2 separate regions of the Mus musculus genome follow, and region 1 is linked to region 2. Evidence: chromatin contacts called from public HiChIP or PLAC-seq data. All regions are on one chromosome and are shown on one strand. The core of a region is the stretch at or near the end of the contact, and the rest is flanking DNA. Distances in the headings are between cores, read along the strand shown.

Region 1 (4,038 bases), core at 24-2,523, 250 kb before region 2:
ATTGGATGGATCACACGGCCCCCAATGCAGGAGCTAGAGATATTACCCAAGGAGCTAAAGGGATCTGCAACCCTATAGGTGGAACAACAATATGAACTAAGCAGTACTCCGGAGCTCTTGTCTCTAGCTGCATATGCATCAAAAGATGGCCTAGTCGGCCATCACTGGAAAGAGAGGCCCATTGGACTTGCCAACTTTAGATGTCCCAGTACAGGGGAACGCCAGGGCCAAAAAGGGGGAGTGGGTGGGTAGGGAATTGGGGGGGGTGGATATGGGGGACCTTTGGGATAGCATTGAAAATGTAAACGAGGAAAATACCTAATTAAAAAAAAATTAAAAAAAAAAAAGAAGTGGTCTTCTTGGATTTTTTTTGTTTTTGAGGGCTTACTAATTAGCCTGGCTAGCCTGGGTTACACTGGCCTGCCTCTCTCCCAGGTGCTACCTTGCTTCTTGAAATGGAAACAGAAGTAAAATTTAGATGCTGAGGTCACCATGCAAATACCACTTATTATAAATACCAAATTATTTCTGACTATTTTAACAGTAAGAATAATCATACCCCACACTTGTAGTGCATTGACTCACCACGAACCTGCTATTAACTGCTTCACATGGATTGTCTCATTGATGCCTGCCAACATCTTATAAGAAGGTATTACTTAGCCTTAATTTACAAAGAAGAAATCGAACACTGCTAATTCGAACACCAAACAACTGGCAAGTAGTGGATCCAGGATTGGTAGTGAAGCATTTCATGAGCAACTCACTGCTTTGTACCTTTACAGCTTCTTTCTTCTGCTGTAAGCCTTCCCCACATTCTATTTCTCATCACAGTAATTCAAAACCACACTTCCCGGAAGGCGGAGGCAAGCTTTATTTCCCAGCCCTTGAGAATCGTTCAGCGTTTCTGGACTGAAATGAGTGACACAGTAGGAATCGTTTTTTAACGCACTTGCAATGGGCCGGCGTGGGCAGACGCAGCCTGATCTGCGAAGGCTGCAAGTACACTGAGACGCGGTCTCCTTTCCAGCCAGTTTCCAGGGATGTCCAGAGCCACCCGTTTGCAGCAGCCTAGAGGACCAGCCGCCGCCTTTTCCTCCGGTTATAAATCCAAGCCCCGCAGCCACAGAGTCAGCAGGGTGGAACTACTCTCCGATCTTCGCCCTTGCTCCCGCCCCTGGGGAAAGCAAGCTCCTTACCGTCAGTGTACAGTCCTCTCCGTGGAAGCACGTGTGACACCCGACTTGGGTGCAGCCATCTTCCCGGAAGTGAACTTTGGCCCTTCTAGGATGCAGAAACCATAGAGACGTCCTGACAGTAGCCACTCCCCTGGATGTTTGCCACGGAAACTGAGTTCCAGGCTGGGTGCTAGTTTCCTTCCTGCAGTTGTTGGAAGCCAATGCGCCGCCCTAACCTCTGTTTCGGGTCCCCCACCCCCACCCCCACCCCCGACCCTATCCTGAGCTTTCCGGAGTTAGTGCCTCCCTTGAGGCAAGGACACTCAGGCTCTGCGTAGCGGGATCAGCACTGGTTGCACACTACCTTGTCCCTTTCGTACTGGGAACACAAGAACACTTAAGACTCGACCCTTAACTTGGAGGAGCATGTAGACTTGCTCCAAGAAGAGGAGACGAAAAGGGGTCCAGGGCACCGGAGCTGCAAGTACACCATTCCCACCAGCAGTTGTAGGCTTCTGCGGCCGGCCGGCCGCCCAAAAACAAGGGAAAAGAGCGTTTCATATTGCCTCCCCATATGGGAATAGCCATTTGCTTGTTATCTAGAACGCAATTACGGCAAAGGATATAATAAAGAAAATACACTGAGGGCAGAAGAGATAGCTAACCCATTAAGAGTGTTTCAGATTGAGTTCCCAGCACCCATATGGATTCCAGAGGATCCAACACCTTCTAACTTCTGAACTGCAGATGCATACATGCAGGCAACGCACACACACATATAAAATTACATCCTTAACAATTAATTAAAAAGAAAAGAAATTACAGTGGGGGATCTTCAAGAGCATCCAAGTCTAGTTACCAGTATCCATGTTGGGTGGTGACACATGCCTTTAATCCCAGCACTCGGGAGGCAGAGGCAGACGGATTTCTGAGTTCGAGGCCAGCCTGGTCTACAAAGTGAGTTCCAGGACAGCCACGGCTATACAGAGAAACCCTGTCTCGAAAAACAAAACAAAACAAAAACAACAACAAAAAAAGATGCACAGTATCCATGTTGGGTATTCACAGGTACCTGTAAACTCCAACTCCTGGGGACCCATGGCCTCTGCTGGTATCTATAAACATATACACAGGCCCACTCACAGAAACACATAATTAAAAATGAATCTTTAAAAAAGCAAAACAGAACAAAACAAAACAAAACCCATGATAGCAGAAACAGAGATGCAATGGGTGAATTCTGAAAATCATCCTACTACCCTGACCATGTCAAGAGAACGGGAGTCTTTTGTAACAAAAGAGTTATCTGGTCACATCTGTGTATCATTTGTGTGAGGCCCATATTAGGATAGTGTCTTAATTGTTGTGAAGGAACAACATGACCAAGGCAACTCTTCTAAGGAAAAAAAATTTAATTGGGGCTGGATTACAATTTCAGAGGTTCAGTTCATTATCATCGTGGTGGGAGGCATGGCAGCCTGCAGGCAGACATGGTGCTGGAGGAGCTGAGAGTTCTACATCTTAATCCAAAGGCAGGAGACAGGGACTGCCTTCTGCAGGCAGCCAGGAGGAGACTGGAATTCCACATTGAGCAGAGCTTAATCATGGGAGACACACACATCCTCTGCCAAGGCCACATCAATTCTAACAAGGCCACACCTCCTAATATTGCCATTCATTTTGGGCCAAACATTCAAACACATGATTCTATGGGGGCCAAACCTATTCAAATTCAAATCACCACAGGCAAATAGGAGCATCTCACTATCCTGCTAACCAATACATTTTTATAGCACCTCCTATAGTAGTTTGAGTACAAATGTCGCTAGGCTCTTATGTTTAAATTCTTGGTCCCCAGGTGGTGGAACTGTTGGGAAAGATTAGGAGGCATGGCCTTGATGGAGGAGCAGTGTCACTTTGAGGTTTCAAAATCCAATGTCATTCCCAATACTTTTCTCTCTGTCTTGTGCCTGTGGATCAGACATGAGCTCTCAGCTACTACTCCAGTGCTGTGTCTGCCTGTTTGCTTCTGTGCTCTTTCACGGTGGTCATGAACTCTAATCCAAAAAGGAATAGACAAGGCCAGCATGTCCTTAGATCCAGCTCTAGGTGTTTGCAGAGGGTATCACAGATGCTTGGTGTGTGTTATGGTGTGCATGTGTGCATGCCTGTGTTCATAGCACGTGGAAGGTGAAACCAGGAGAATCAGGAGTTTAAAGTCATACTTAGCTCTTCAGCAATTTCAAGGCCAGTCTGGTTACATGAAAACCGGTCTTAAGGGCAGAGCCAAGCCCATGCTCATGGATCACAGGTCATGTGGAGCCCAGTTGTTAAAGAATCGATCCTTCTGCCTTTATCCTTGCTGTTTTGCCTCTCTATTGGTTTCCTTGTTGCTTTATGAACAAAAGAGTTTTGCTACATAGTCCTGGCTAGCCTAGAACTTACTTTGTAAATCATGTTAGCCTTGAATTTGTAGCAATCTTTTGCCTCTACCTTTCCCCATCACCAAGCCCAGTCACACATTGTGGGTTTTACTGCTGAGATTTTACAGACAGGCTCTCAATTTCCTTCTTTTCTACTGGAATCAGGCATGATGGGACATACTTTATAATCCCACGTGACTTGGGAAGCTGGGGCAGGGGGATGGCTACAATCTCTAGGTTAGCCTGAGGTATGTAAAAAGACTATGTGGAAAGAAAGAAGGAGAGAGAGAGGAGAGAGAGGAAGAAGAAGAAGAAAGAGGAGGAGGAGGAGGAGGAGAAGAAGAAGAAGAAGAAGAAAGAGGAGGAGGAGGAGGAGGAGGAGGAGAAGAAGAAGAAGAAGAAGAAGAGGAAGAGGAAGAAGAAGAGGAAGAGGAAGA
Region 2 (3,541 bases), core at 691-3,190:
TACACAGAAAAAGAAGAGAAGGAAAAACACTTCTGTTCCCTCCATGAAAGCCAATTAGGCTCTTTGAGGCAGGTGGGGGGGTTCCCTCAGGCGCCCACTTCCCATCATGCCTTAGCCTCTCCAGAGCTCCCCTAATGTGAGACATTGGAAAAACAAATCTAAGACCTTTGCAGATTAACCCCTGCCTGTCCTCAGGCCAAGCTCCAGGGAGAGCTTCGCTGGGAAACAACAGCTGGGCTCCTTGACCAAACACTAACTCCCAGGGCATGCTTGCTTTATTTTGACAACTGTGCTCCTGCCTAGCATCTGCTGTGCAGTGTCCTGGCACAGAAGGAACAGGGGTAGGGCGTTCAGGTAGATCACCATGCATTGCAAATCTTCTGGCCTCTTTCATGAGACACCTTACCCCAGTCCATCTGTATTATCCTTACAGGAAAGGGAGCCCTGGCTTGGTCCTGGAAGCCCCCACTTAGAAGAATGTTTTAAGACCCTTCCCGTTCCCAGAGTGTTGAGTTCCCAAACTCTGTATGGAGGACAAAGGCAGATTAAATGATGGCGTTATACACTTACTGTTTCCTCTTCTGTTGCTTCTTCTTTGTCCCACATAGCCCCTGGCAACCCATGAGGGGCTATTTGGTCTGCATTAGTCCCACTCCCACTCCCTAGGTGCCTTTGGTGAGAAGTGTGAATCTGAGGTATATCACTGAGTTACGGAGGAGAGGCAGTCCTCTCTCAGACAGCCCTCCTGCCCACAGTGGGACCCCAGGGTCCCCACCAACACAGATGAAAGCCTGGGGTGCCAGAGCTCAGGACTTGCCCTGGGTCTGCCTCTCCTGTCTCTGAGCCTACAATCCACACAGTAAGTCAAATTGCTTAATGGTGCCTGGTTTTCAGCTTCGATCCCAGCCTGCCTCTTATCAGTCAGTGGCCCTAGAAGCAACCTCCAATTCTCAGTCTCATTTTGGTTTAAACTCAGACTTTACTGGGATCGCGGTTTCACTAACAGCCGTGAGTTGAAGAACATCTGTTCGTTCCATTTCTAACTCCTTAACCTCTTAGGGGAGCTGAGAGAGAAAACTCTTCATATAACAGTTCTAGCTGGCAAAAAGTCCTTCTGAGAGCTGATCCTCGTCTTCCCGTCCCAATAAAGACTAACTAGGAATCAGTTGTGCTGCACACCTTCAACCCCAGCTCTTGAGAGGTGGAGGCAGGTGGATCTCTATGTTCAAGGCCGGCTTGGTCTACAGATAGAGTTTTAGGACAGCCAGGGTAACACAGAGAAACCCTGTCTGGAGACACCAAAACCAACCAACCAAAGACTAAGTTAAGTATAGGTGTTCTGGAGGGAGATGGGGGTTAGACGGACGTTGCTGGGGACTCACCCTCTAGTGTGTCCAGGCCAGATCCCAAGGACAGCAGGCTCATAAGCAAGTGTACTCCCCAGGGCCACAGAGCAGGCACTGCCATGACCTCAGCCCTGGTTGTCTTCCAGGTATCCTCCAGGGAGAAAGGAGGATGCAGACCCAGGTTCCAGTGTGAAGTGGCAGGGGTGGGGACGACGACGACACACAAAGGCAAAGGGATTAGAGATCTCAAATAGAGACCGCGGGAGATAGAAAAGAATTTCGGAACAGAGGAAACAAAGCCTGTGACAAGCAGCTAGAGACAGCCTCAGTGTGGTCCAGAGACAGATACTGGGACAGAGATGCAGATAGGAGTGGAGGAGCCTCAGAGAGGCATCCAGAGGGAGGATGATTCAGAACACAAAGATCCAGACAGTCCAGGCAGTCCTGAGGGGAGGCAGAGTGGAAGCCCCCGGTGAGCCCCGGGAGTGCCCCAAGGGGCGGCAGCGGGGTCCCGAGACACCCGCAGCACTCCACCCCGAGACACTCCGCGGACCTCCTGGACATGCAGACTTCCACTCTCGGTCGACCGGCCGCGGCTGGTGGGGCAGAAAGGCAGGGACCTCGCCCAGCTCCCGCCCTTTCCAGAAACGGATTGGTTTACGCCGCCGCCCGCCGACTTCTCTGTTCTCTCCGCCCCTCCCACCAAGTCAAGGGAAAATATTTAGCCTGTCAACTGAGGGAGGTGGGGGACAGATGTGTTGGGGAAATAAGGTTGGGGGCCAAGAACTGAGCTCTGGAACCCCTCTCTCTGTCTCAGTTTCCCTCTCTCCCCCATCCCCACCCCCCCAACCCGCTCGCTGCAGATCTGGAGGGAGCGGCTGGGCTCCCTGGCTTGATTTGCAGGGGAGTTCTGGAGTCCAACAGGTGTTTTGACATCTGCGGGGTAACTTCCCGCAGCCTGGACAGGTCGGACTCCACTGGTGAAACCTGAAGACCTCACCACTTCGACCTCACCACTTCGCCTCTCACAGCCCTTCCCAGCCTCCCGAGGCTACTTTGAACATACTTCCTTGGCGCGGGGTATGTCCCCGTCAAATCCCTTGGTTTTGGCTCAAATCCCTAGGAGACGAGTCGTTCTTCTCTCTGTGAGATTCCTCCTTCATTTGGTTACTTTTTTTTTTTTTGGTTTTTCGAGACAGGGTTCCTTTGTGTAGCCCTGGCTGTCCTGGAAGTAGACCAGGCTGGCCTCGAACTCAGAAATCTGCCTGCCTCTGCCTCCCATGTGCTGGGATTAAAGGCGTGTGCCACCACTGCCTGGCTCCATTTGGTTACTTTTAAGAACTCAGGATGCTTAGTGGGTCTCTATATATGTACTTATTCGGGGCCACTTGGAGGACAATTCATGATGGGATGATCTCTTAAACGCGACACTTATACGTGCAGTCAAGAAGGCCATTGCGCAAGACTTGCCATTTAGTGGCCTGGATGCTGGGCCTGAGACTTCCCAGGTTCACAAATACCGTGAGCCGATGGTTCCCAGCTCCCACGTCCGAAGAACTAAGAGATCTATTAATTTCTCCGCACAGAAATCGATGCTCTTGTCAGGACGGCGATCGATGCCAAGCTTGGTCTGCCTGGCCATGGCTCGGCTCTGGGGCCCCAGATGGATGGTTAGGATTGGGAACTGACCCTAAGACCAGAGGCACAGCTTAGAAAGGCTCAGAACTGCTCTTCTCCGCCCTCGAAGCCCCAGGCCGAGCGCAAACGCCGGGCGCGAGGGCTTCTAGCGCCACCCTGTGGTCTTTTGAGGACCGAGAGGTCTCCACTTTCCAATCTTCCTCCAATTGTGTTCTAAGGACTCTTCTCTCCCACTATTTTTCTCCCCAGGTTCTGCATCCAGCCATGCTGAGGCCCTCTCCCTTTCCTTACTAGGGTCTGGAGAGCGTTCACCTAACTTATTCCAAGTGACATGCACACCCTCTTAAGTAAAGTGCACCGTGAGGCTGGCTGGGATGACCTGGACTTCAACCCTTCCCTTGCTCAATTTCTCCACTTCCCCGCAAATCTGAAAATGCAGCTGTTTTACTGTGAGAAATAAGGTATCAGCTTCCTAGCTCCCCCAGCCTCAGAAGACACTTGTGAGGCAATCTATGGCAGCCCCCCGCCCCAGGTCTCCTGCAGCCGCGAGGGACATT

What was found. HiChIP or PLAC-seq counts read pairs in DNA pulled down with a chosen protein or histone mark.
Region 1: an H3K4me3 HiChIP or PLAC-seq map of embryonic stem cells shows a contact between it and region 2, with 6 times the contacts expected there. The contact joins the promoter of Gpatch4 here to the promoter of Insrr in region 2. A contact is called at or near these places in 3 of 39 promoter capture datasets (cranial neural crest, embryonic stem cells and liver), 5 of 115 datasets of contacts at active chromatin or transcription factors (bone marrow-derived macrophages, embryonic stem cells, large pre-B cells and 2 more) and 2 of 9 other capture datasets (liver and pancreatic islet).

Annotation. Positions count from the first base shown.
Region 1 is chr3:88,040,341-88,044,378 of GRCm38.p6, reverse strand. Gpatch4 (G patch domain containing 4) reads right to left here and starts at 1,273. Exons shown (of 8, transcript NM_001110809.2): 1 at 1,200-1,273.
Region 2 is chr3:87,795,350-87,798,890 of GRCm38.p6, reverse strand. It overlaps Insrr (insulin receptor-related receptor), which reads right to left and starts at 1,940. Exons shown (of 22, transcript NM_011832.2): 1 at 1,383-1,940. The coding sequence starts at 1,467.